2 separate regions of the Hordeum vulgare genome follow, and region 2 is linked to region 1. A link is a contact called in public Hi-C data. All regions are on one chromosome and are shown on one strand. The core of a region is the stretch at or near the end of the contact, and the rest is flanking DNA. Distances in the headings are between cores, read along the strand shown. Region 1 holds the start of LOC123451755 (histone deacetylase 6). Region 2 holds the start of LOC123395203.

What was found. Hi-C and Micro-C count contacts between places; a contact is called where the count stands out from the background.
Region 2: a Hi-C map of leaf shows a contact between it and region 1, with 4 times the contacts expected there. The contact joins the promoter of LOC123395203 here to the promoter of LOC123451755 in region 1. A contact is called at or near these places in 4 of 6 Hi-C or Micro-C datasets (leaf, seedling and an unstated tissue) and 1 of 1 datasets of contacts at active chromatin or transcription factors (embryo).

What each region holds. Positions count from the first base shown.
Region 1 is chr5H:149,194,379-149,199,268 of MorexV3_pseudomolecules_assembly, forward strand. LOC123451755 (histone deacetylase 6) reads left to right here and starts at 2,452. Exons shown (of 4, transcript XM_045128287.1): 1 at 2,452-2,607; 2 at 2,702-2,895. The coding sequence starts at 2,467. LOC123451756 (40S ribosomal protein S29) reads right to left here and starts at 2,310. Exons shown (of 3, transcript XM_045128288.1): 1 at 2,165-2,310; 2 at 1,423-1,522; 3 at 257-460. The coding sequence starts at 2,226. The coding sequence ends at 452.
Region 2 is chr5H:149,731,764-149,736,100 of MorexV3_pseudomolecules_assembly, forward strand. LOC123395203 reads left to right here and starts at 1,921. Exons shown (of 3, transcript XM_045090149.1): 1 at 1,921-2,181; 2 at 3,520-3,612; 3 at 3,703-4,221. The coding sequence starts at 3,553. The coding sequence ends at 4,116. LOC123395202 (PXMP2/4 family protein 4-like) reads right to left here. Exons shown (of 4, transcript XM_045090147.1): 4 at 3,940-4,026. The coding sequence ends at 3,991.

The DNA.
Region 1 (4,890 bases), core at 1,202-3,701:
GGCGCATAGTTGCTATGAGATGAGGAAGAAAGAGGCATCAGAGATTCTGTTCGGCGTGTGCATGTCGACTCATTTTTTTTTAGGAAGCGTCCTTCATGCATCATTTTTTTATGGAGTGTATTCCATCCTGGCTTCGCTGGCTACACATATGCAACAACTGATTGAAATGAAATAAACTTATTCGTTAAGCTTACAAGTCCTTGGCACAATACTTCTACCAATCAATGACAGTGATAAGAGGAAAAACATATGCATCTCCGAATGATAAATGGCTTCCTCCAGGGGTAATTAACTCATGTTCAACAATTACATCATTAAGTATCCTTCAAAACATAAAGACACTCGGAGAGTACTGAGCAAACATTACTGGAATTAAAATTAAGCCTTCTATCAAGCGTTCCATTACTTCAACCCTGATTAGCATCACTTCAGGGTACCAGGACCAGGTGAATTAACGGTACTGCAACAAAACATAATCCAATAATTAGATCGCTAGTTCTGCACATCATATTTTGATACTGCATAATACAATAATTAGAAAATTACTGTATGTCTAACTACAAATTTTGATATACTAAATATTTTATTCTATAAGGCTAGATGTGGAAGACTCAACACTGCATATCAACGGTATCAAAGCTTGGCTATTATATCATTTGATGAATAATAATAACCCCACTTAAAAGTACACATTTCAGAAGTGACCAGGCCACAATACAACAGCATACCACTAATGAATTGTCGACTACAAAATTCAGCTTCAATGTAATAAAACAGCAGCAAAACTAATCACAAGAGAATAGAGAAATCTGCAAGAGCTAACCATGGAACTATGGAGTAAATCAATTTGTTAATCAAACATGCAAACTCAAATGGCAGCATTCTCATCTGGAAATGGTCTATGAAAAGGTATCGATCATCAAACTCTAGAAAGCAAATAAGGGATCACATATTTTAAAGGGACAACCATCTATCTAAAACTAATGCAACACCAAAACAATTATAAATCATAACTGACATTTGAAGCTGTTGACTAAAGGACTACATATACATAGGAAGAGAACCATGGCTGGCAAAATAATTACTCCATAGACCCATATTTGCTGTCTCTGAGTAAGACAATTAATATGGATAGGTATCAATCACCAAACTTTAGAAAGCAAATAAGGCATCACATATTTTAAAGGGAGAACCATCTATCTAAAACTAACGCAACACCAAAACAATTATAAATCATAACTGACATTTGAAGCTGTTGACTAAAGGACTACATATACATAGGAAGAGAACCATGGCTGGCAAAATAATTACTCTATAGACCCATATTTGTTGTCTCTGAGTAAGTATCGACAATTAATATGGATAGTAGAGAGTAGACAATTTCAGAATTCCTGATACATGATAACGGTTCTTGTTGTATACCTTGATGAAGCCAATGTCCTTGGCATTGCTGCGGAAACACTGCCTGCAGCACATCAGCCCATACTTCCTGATCAGTCCATGCGAGTTTCCACAGACCCGGCTGCCAGAAATAACAAATGTTGGGATAAGTACAATTACTCGTATGCATACTTGTTGAAGACAATAACATCAGGGATCGAATGGTACTCCAGAGAAGTGCTTGTGAAGTCAAACAAGCTAAGCTACGAGGAAATTCTTGCAGGATTTTTCTAGTTCTAGTGAAGCTAGTTGCACATCACAAGAAGCTTTGAATGGTTTCAGCAAGATATACGATAAGGAAACGCAAAAGCCCATACCCGACCACGGCTTTCAAAGTTGAGAAAAAAAAGATTTTAATCGCCCATTCCTCATGGGACTAAATCGCCGAGAATAAACAACAAAATACAACGTAGCAAGATGGATGCATATCATAGAAAGATTGACTCGAGTAAGTAGCAGCAGTCATCAAATGTGAAAAATCGCTGACCGATTAATCAGCACCTGACCAAACCTAGCACGGTTAAACATGAGACATATAAGCAAACGGGATTTTAATCGCCATATGAAGCACACCAAGAACGAATGATATGTCGCCAACTACAAGAAGAGCGAAGACAACCAATACAAAATCCAACACACAGATCCGGCCGAACAGTTGGTCTATATCTATCCGCTGGGCATTTTAAGGAGATGGAGGGGATCCAGGGGCCGGCAGAAGTATTACCAGACGCGGGAGCCGGGCCCATAGTTCTTGGGGTGGGAGTTCCAGACGTTGGAGTGCCCCATGGTCGCCGCCTGCGCCTTCGCCTTCGCCTGCCGCCGGCGGTTGGTAGGAGCGAGTGGGATGAGGAAGAGGTAGGTGGCGGCGGCGCGAGCGGGAGAGGCTTATATAGGGAGACGCCGCGGTAAACCCTAAAGGGCACGGGTTGGATTGGGCCCAGGGCAACACTTAGCCCCATATACGGGCCTAGAGGGCCACTTTTTGTGCCCAGCCCATCATGAGCATTTTGGCCTCAGATTTAATATATGCTGTATCTGCACGACTCGCTGTGGAAATCATCATCGGGAAAAAAGGATTTCATCGTCTCCTGCTCCTCCACTTCGCGTCCCTCGCCGACGATGTCTTCCGCCGCCGGAGCCGGAGAGCCCTCGTCTTCATCACGACCTGTCCGTGTGAACGACGCAGCCCCTACCTACCGTCTCTGTGTTGCTTCTTACTCCCCTGACGGCTGACGCGTCCTCCAATGTTTCGTCGTCGCAGGGGAAGGAGAGAGAGGAAGGTGCCGACGATAGCAACCGCAAGGTGGAGGATGAGGGAGATTTGGGCCTGGAACTCTATGGCGCCGAGGCGGGGTGGGTGGAGGCGCGGACCAGCTGCCCGCACCTCCTTGCCATGCCCGCCGCCAGCGCCGACGATCTCGCGCGCGTCCCCGCGCCTGATTCTCAGTGCTCTAGGTTTGTCCCATCCTCCTCCTCGAGTTTGCTTTCTCACGATCCTGGGCCTTACATGCGGATTGTTAGGGTTCTTTGCTGCGGTTTGATGCGCTCCGCGGACTAGATTTTTCTCTCCCTATTACTATTGGCCTCTTGGGTTCTAGTTCGGGGTGGCGCACTATTTGGCTCAATCCCTAGTTCCCAGACTTCAGTTATGGTGAAATATGACTAGATAACTTTAATTTACTAGGAAAAGAGATTGATACTTGATGACAATGCGATTGAGTTGTGACTCGAAAGTGTTATGGCAAGACATATGTACATGCATGGTTGAGATCACTGCTTTCATTAACGAAAGTGCCGAGTGGGATCAGATGTGAGTTGCCACCAAGGTTTGGTGACGAGAATATCATGCTCTATCCCATAGTATTCCAATGCTCTGCTCAAGTGCTGGGTGTGTAGTATGTCTGCAGGAAATAGTTGACAACTAGATGATTTTGAAATGAGCAGTTCTACTGCTGATTAGTTAGATTGGAATTCAAAGATCATTTTGTATTCGGTTAAATGCGGAGCATGGACCTCACATGAGGTCACTGGTTTAGCTAAAGAAATCAAGTCATGCCCATAGAGGACATGCTTGGATTTATGTAATTCTAAGCATTTATGCCAGATATGGAAGTGGTTCATTTCTTACCAAGTTCAGGATGTGACAAAAGTACCTTAATATTTATGAATGAGGGTTATTTGGATTACTAACTAGAAGTTTCACTTCATTATTTCTCCTTCACATTATTCTCACTGTATCAACATATGTCTCATGTTGTTGCATCAATTCTGGTATGCAATTCCTCTGTTTATTCACAATATTTTTAGTACTCAAATCACTTCCAAGTGACATAATGGAAATATGACTTTGGGATGTGATCTTTTCGTAGAAAGAGATGTTGGGTTTGCAAAATAGGATATCCTTTTATTAGGAAAATGTCATGGGGAGTGAGCTTGATTATCCCCTTCCTATGGTAGGTCCAACATATGGTTTTCTTGGTTGAATGATAGCTTAATGGCAAAGTTAGATTATTGGGATCTGTGGGTTTTGAAGATGCTATTGGGTACCTTCGACCAATGTTTGGCTGAAGGTTATCCTTAGTTGAAAGTTAGTAACAGGCTAACATCTAGTGACCTGGTGAACATCATGGCTTACTCCTCACTCTGTTCTACAACTGAATGATTTATTTATGCATGGGTGACATATGAAAAAGCACCTCCCTGTTGATACTTGTTATATGACTTCTATAACCAAAGCATGGTTTTCCGTGTCATTTCACCTGAAAATGCTGTTTACGATTTCATGATGCACCATAAAAATTAATAGATTGTCACACATTGTCTATCCATATCTTCCTTGCATGCTTGTTGCTCCGCTTCACGTGGTCCAATGAGCAGTCGCCTCCTACGCTCGTGCGCCTTGACAGGGTGCTCTGCACCGCGGACTGGGAGGATGGCCATGGCGAGTGCCACCTCCGCTGCCTGGCATCCGTCGTCTCCGACCACTGTCCCCTGCTCCTGGATTGCTCGCCCATGCCCACGGCTCATCGGCGCTTCCACTTTGAGGAATTCTGGATGCGCTTAGACGGGTTTCATGACACGGTGGCTGCAGCCTGGAGCTCGGTGTCGGACACTGACCCCTTCAGGCGGCTTGTCGGGCGCTTGCAGGCCACGGGCCGCGCCCTCACGAGCTGGAGCGCCAAATCCACGGGCAACATCAGGGACAAGCTCGCCGTCTCCCGCGAACTCATCCTGCGCTTTGATTAGGCCATGGAGACGCGCACACTCACGCCCCCGGAAGACTGGCTGCGTAAGCAGCTCAAGATGTCCTACCTGGGCTTGGCCTCGCTTGAGCGCATGATCGCCCGGCAGCGTGCCCGCCTCGCCTCGCTCAAGGACGGCGACGCGAACACGAGCTTCTTCCATCGGCAATGCACCTACCGTCGTCAGAAGAACCGTGTGCACAGCCTG
Region 2 (4,337 bases), core at 671-3,170, 540 kb after region 1:
CCAAGGACCCTGGCGTCTCGTACCAAACGCCAAGGGTCCTGGCGTCTGGGTGGCGTGGCACACATTATTAAAAAAAGTGTGATCTGCTAACAAACGCCAGGGTCCATGACGTATGGTACCATGCCACGTCAGAAACTCAGCAGGTCAACCGATCACGTAGTCTCGTACCAGACGTCATGGTCCCTGGCGTTTCCAGTGCAACCCAGATGCCAGGAACATTGGCATCACGTAAAGAGGTCAGATTTGAAATTATTTTCAAACGGAGGTCAAAACTGTATTCTCTTTGTCCAAAAGGTTAAAACACAAAAAATTGCCTCCATGTACCGCCCCTCCTCCTTGGCCGTGGCGGCGGCACCCACCACGAGCACAGGCAAACCGTGCTTGCTACTCCTTCGGTTCTTAAATATAAACTTTTTTTATGATTTCACTAGGGATCTACATACGAAGTAAAATAAGTGAATCTACAATCTAAAATATGTTTATATACAACCGTATATGGTTTACTAGTGAAACGTCTAGAAAGATTTATATGCATGAACGGAGGGAGTACATCGGTAGGGTGAGCGGGAGGAGTAGTGGAGGTCTGTTGGGAGAAAATCGCCAATCCATAAAAAACAGATCGGGAGGTCTCTTTTCCTTCGCCATCCTCAAATGTCTATCTGAAATAAAGTGCTAACAACTACTCCATTTGTTTCATAATATAAAAGCGTTTTTGACACTGATGTTTTTTAAAAAACGTTCTTATATTATGAGACAAAGGGAGTAAAACAAAGATGACTGGGATTTTGATCTCCAACAAATGCAGGCAAAGAAGATTGTGGGCATAAGCACCCAATCACCTCACTCAAACAAAATCATGCATCTACTAACCCAGAGGACAAGTCTAACAAATCCAGCTAATCCTCTGGGGGAGGTGACGGGGACATGCATCGGGTGGCAATTAGATGGACAGCGACAGGGCTGACACCATGTGTGTTGAACTAATCATGCAGCTCTTGGATCTTCAGGCCCTGACTTGTCAAAATCCTTGGAATGGGAGTGAACAGTTTGCTTGCGTTGCAGGCCTCACATATCCTTCCTGAGGGGGACCGGGACCAATACATGTTATTGTTACCAACCACTCCCACATAACTCGCTATCCAATCACACTGCCCAATCTTGAGCAGCATATGAGCCAACACAAGATCCACACTTGAATTCTGAATCTCGTCAGGATTCATTGTTGGATCTGTAGGAAAAAAGATCCTGCCTTGCGGTTAATAAGTCTTCGCTTGCCCCTTTGGCAGTAAGAAAGTAACCAACCCTGTAAAAATGATGGGTTTTCTACTGCTTATTACTGTATTTCCTTCTGTTGTGGCACTGGCAATCAGTTGGGGACCTTTTTATACTCCTTTTCTTTTCATGTGATGCTAGGGCATATGTTCCGACTTTGCACGACAGTAATGAAAGATTATATCTATGAGCTGTGACAAGTGGCGATGATAATCTTAATCCAGTGCACATGAGAGTATGTGAGATCTAAAACATGACATGCCTAGCTGTCTGTTCACTGAACCCTATGATGTAGTGATCCACACACAAAAAAAAAACATTCTAATACACCAACAAAAGCTCCACAACCCCACTGAGAACACACCAGCAATCAAATAAACTTGAGACTAAAGAAACCCACACTTGTCGTAACATGAACAAGATCCGTCGTGCCATAAACATATCGATTCGTGCAATTCGACAACGGAAATCTTGCACGATGTAGCGTGGGAGGGGGCCGCACGTCGGATTATTGGTGCTGTAGATGAGAATATTAATAGCTGGGGCTTGTTATCTTGGTCCTATCCTTTTCTTGGCACTACCTACATAGGAGCATCTTTGGCTCCTTTATCATGCATGAACTCCATTGGCCTAACCGACTTGGGTTTGTTTGGCATGGCCACAAGGCCCCACCATGACAGTAGAACTAATGACAGGAGAGAATCTTAAATCCCCTCCCTCCCCTCCCTGCCTCACCAGATTTGATACATGCCAACCTGTTGCTTCTTAACAGAACCAAAAAGGTTTGGACCTTGGCCTAGAAGTAGCTAGCAAGAGAGATCTTCTTGGGGGAGAAAAGAGAGAGAGTGCCTTACCTTGTTCACAAGAGAAGAATTCAGAAACAGGACTCCTTGGCAGAGGTGAGCAAAGGTCTCTTGGTACTTCCTCCCTCTTTTCTTAGCTTGTTCATCCCCTATGGTTCTTGTATTGGAAGTTATGCAATTCAGCTAGCTTTCATGGGACATGATAATAATATCTTTAAAGTTTGCGAACCACGGTCCTTTGATTGGTCCTTCATTCTTTCTCTTCTTCATTTTTTGTAATTCCATGAGCAAAGGAAGGTGCTGATGCTCAGCCTTGAGAAAGTGCAATGGCATGTTTATGTTTGCCTTCCTCCTGTCGTTTTAGGGCGCTCTGATCTTTTCAGAGCTGACATCTGTGTTGAAACTGTTTACTAGTTTCTCTCGGGAAGCATAACGGCATGCAAGCACGTAGAGAAAGGAATGGAGATGCAGAATTATCTCACATCTTCTATAATTCTACCTCAAAGAATCAAATGGTACTACAGTTTAGAGCTGGTAGGTTTCTATTTGGGCAGGGATGGGTGTGAGAATTTCTGTCGATGTTCAATCGCCATGTTAAACTGAAATGAAAGGCTAATGGAGTTTGGGTTACTTTGCAAGGCACAGATAGGAAATCCTAAATAGTTTTGTAAATCAAGTATATTAGGAGCCAAAATTAGAATTGTGCAGGCATACCAACTTTAAGATCATCAGACCTAAAAATGCTCCTTACCACTGTTGCCTCCACGAACTCAAGATCTTAGCTGTCCTAATTGCCTGACCGACGTACACGGTTTATGTTACCTTCATATATATGATCTACACAGTTTCTGTTACCTTCATATATATGATATACGATACTCCCTCCGTTCACTTTTGTAAGACGTCTTAAATGTCTAAAACGTTTTACAAAAGTGAACAGAGGGAGTAGTATTCATGATATACGCCTTATTGCTCTAAAACTCTCAGCTAATTCACAAGGAAAATACCAAACTTTTATATAACATTTCTCGACAGAAAAAACAAGCTGGTCTCCCCCATGTTATTTCCCTGTAATAGACCAGTGCACATGGTCACAGATAAACTGATTAATGCGTTAGGTCACACACCACCATAGCATTTATTTATGCTTGCATAGGATACTCATTTACACAAGTATATAACTTATTAATTGGCAAAATGGCTAAGCTGGATACTCCTATCCTATGTGGAGAATAATAGAACTTGTACAGAGCTATAGAGAAGTACAATCATTCAGAAGCTACACATGAGAGTGTCCCCATCTCAAGGTAGGAGATAATTCACGACAAGCAGACACGTAACCAGCACATAAACAAAGCTCCAATTATTGCAATGCATATGCAGTGTCTTGCTATTGTTGGGAGAAAAACTTTTGGTGCTCATGTGTCAGGCTCTGATGAAACAGGTGAAGCTGATATTTCGTGTGGGTTGGTGAGAGATGGAGAAGAAACATATGAAGATGGCCATCCTGAGGCAAGAGCACATATTCAGACAACAGGTAAACCAATGTCTGGTTAGAAGTGGTGACATCTTCTATCTACTGTACATTAGTGGAAGTCTTGAACGGTCTGTTTTTCGTTGAAAGCAGGTTCACGAGCTGCATCGCGTATACGAGGTTCAGAAGCGACTGATGAAGGAGATGCAGGCTGTTAAGATGAGCCCAGCTCAGGCAAGAGAAGATACTCAAACAGAACAGATGCTGGATACAGATCGACCACAATGGTACGTCGACTCGGGCGAGAAGACCGCTCCTTTCATCGAGGACTTCAACCTGGAGCTGACACTGGCAACTGGGGGTGACACGAGGAAGCAAGAGATGACATCCAACTCTGAGTCTGGAGGAACAGTGACATCATCGACTTCTGCTGAATCAGAGTCAGGGCAGCAGCGATTCCCCGAGTCCAGTGTAAACCTGAGGTTTCAACATGAGAGCAAGAGGCATGATGATCAGCTCACGCAGTCTCCTTGGCTCTACCAATGTTTAAGTTTGAAGATGGCTTGATGGCTTAGCTACGGGTGGCTTGAGTGTCTACACAGAAGCATATGCATTATTATATGTACATCAGAAACTAATTCGTTGCAACCAGAGGAATGCCATCAATAGAAAGTCATCATTCACATCTACAAAAAAATACGACAAAAATATTTAAAAGAAACCAACGTCAAGAAAAAGTGAACGAACTGTGTAATCGTCTCCTTTCTGCATACAAGGGAGGGAGATGT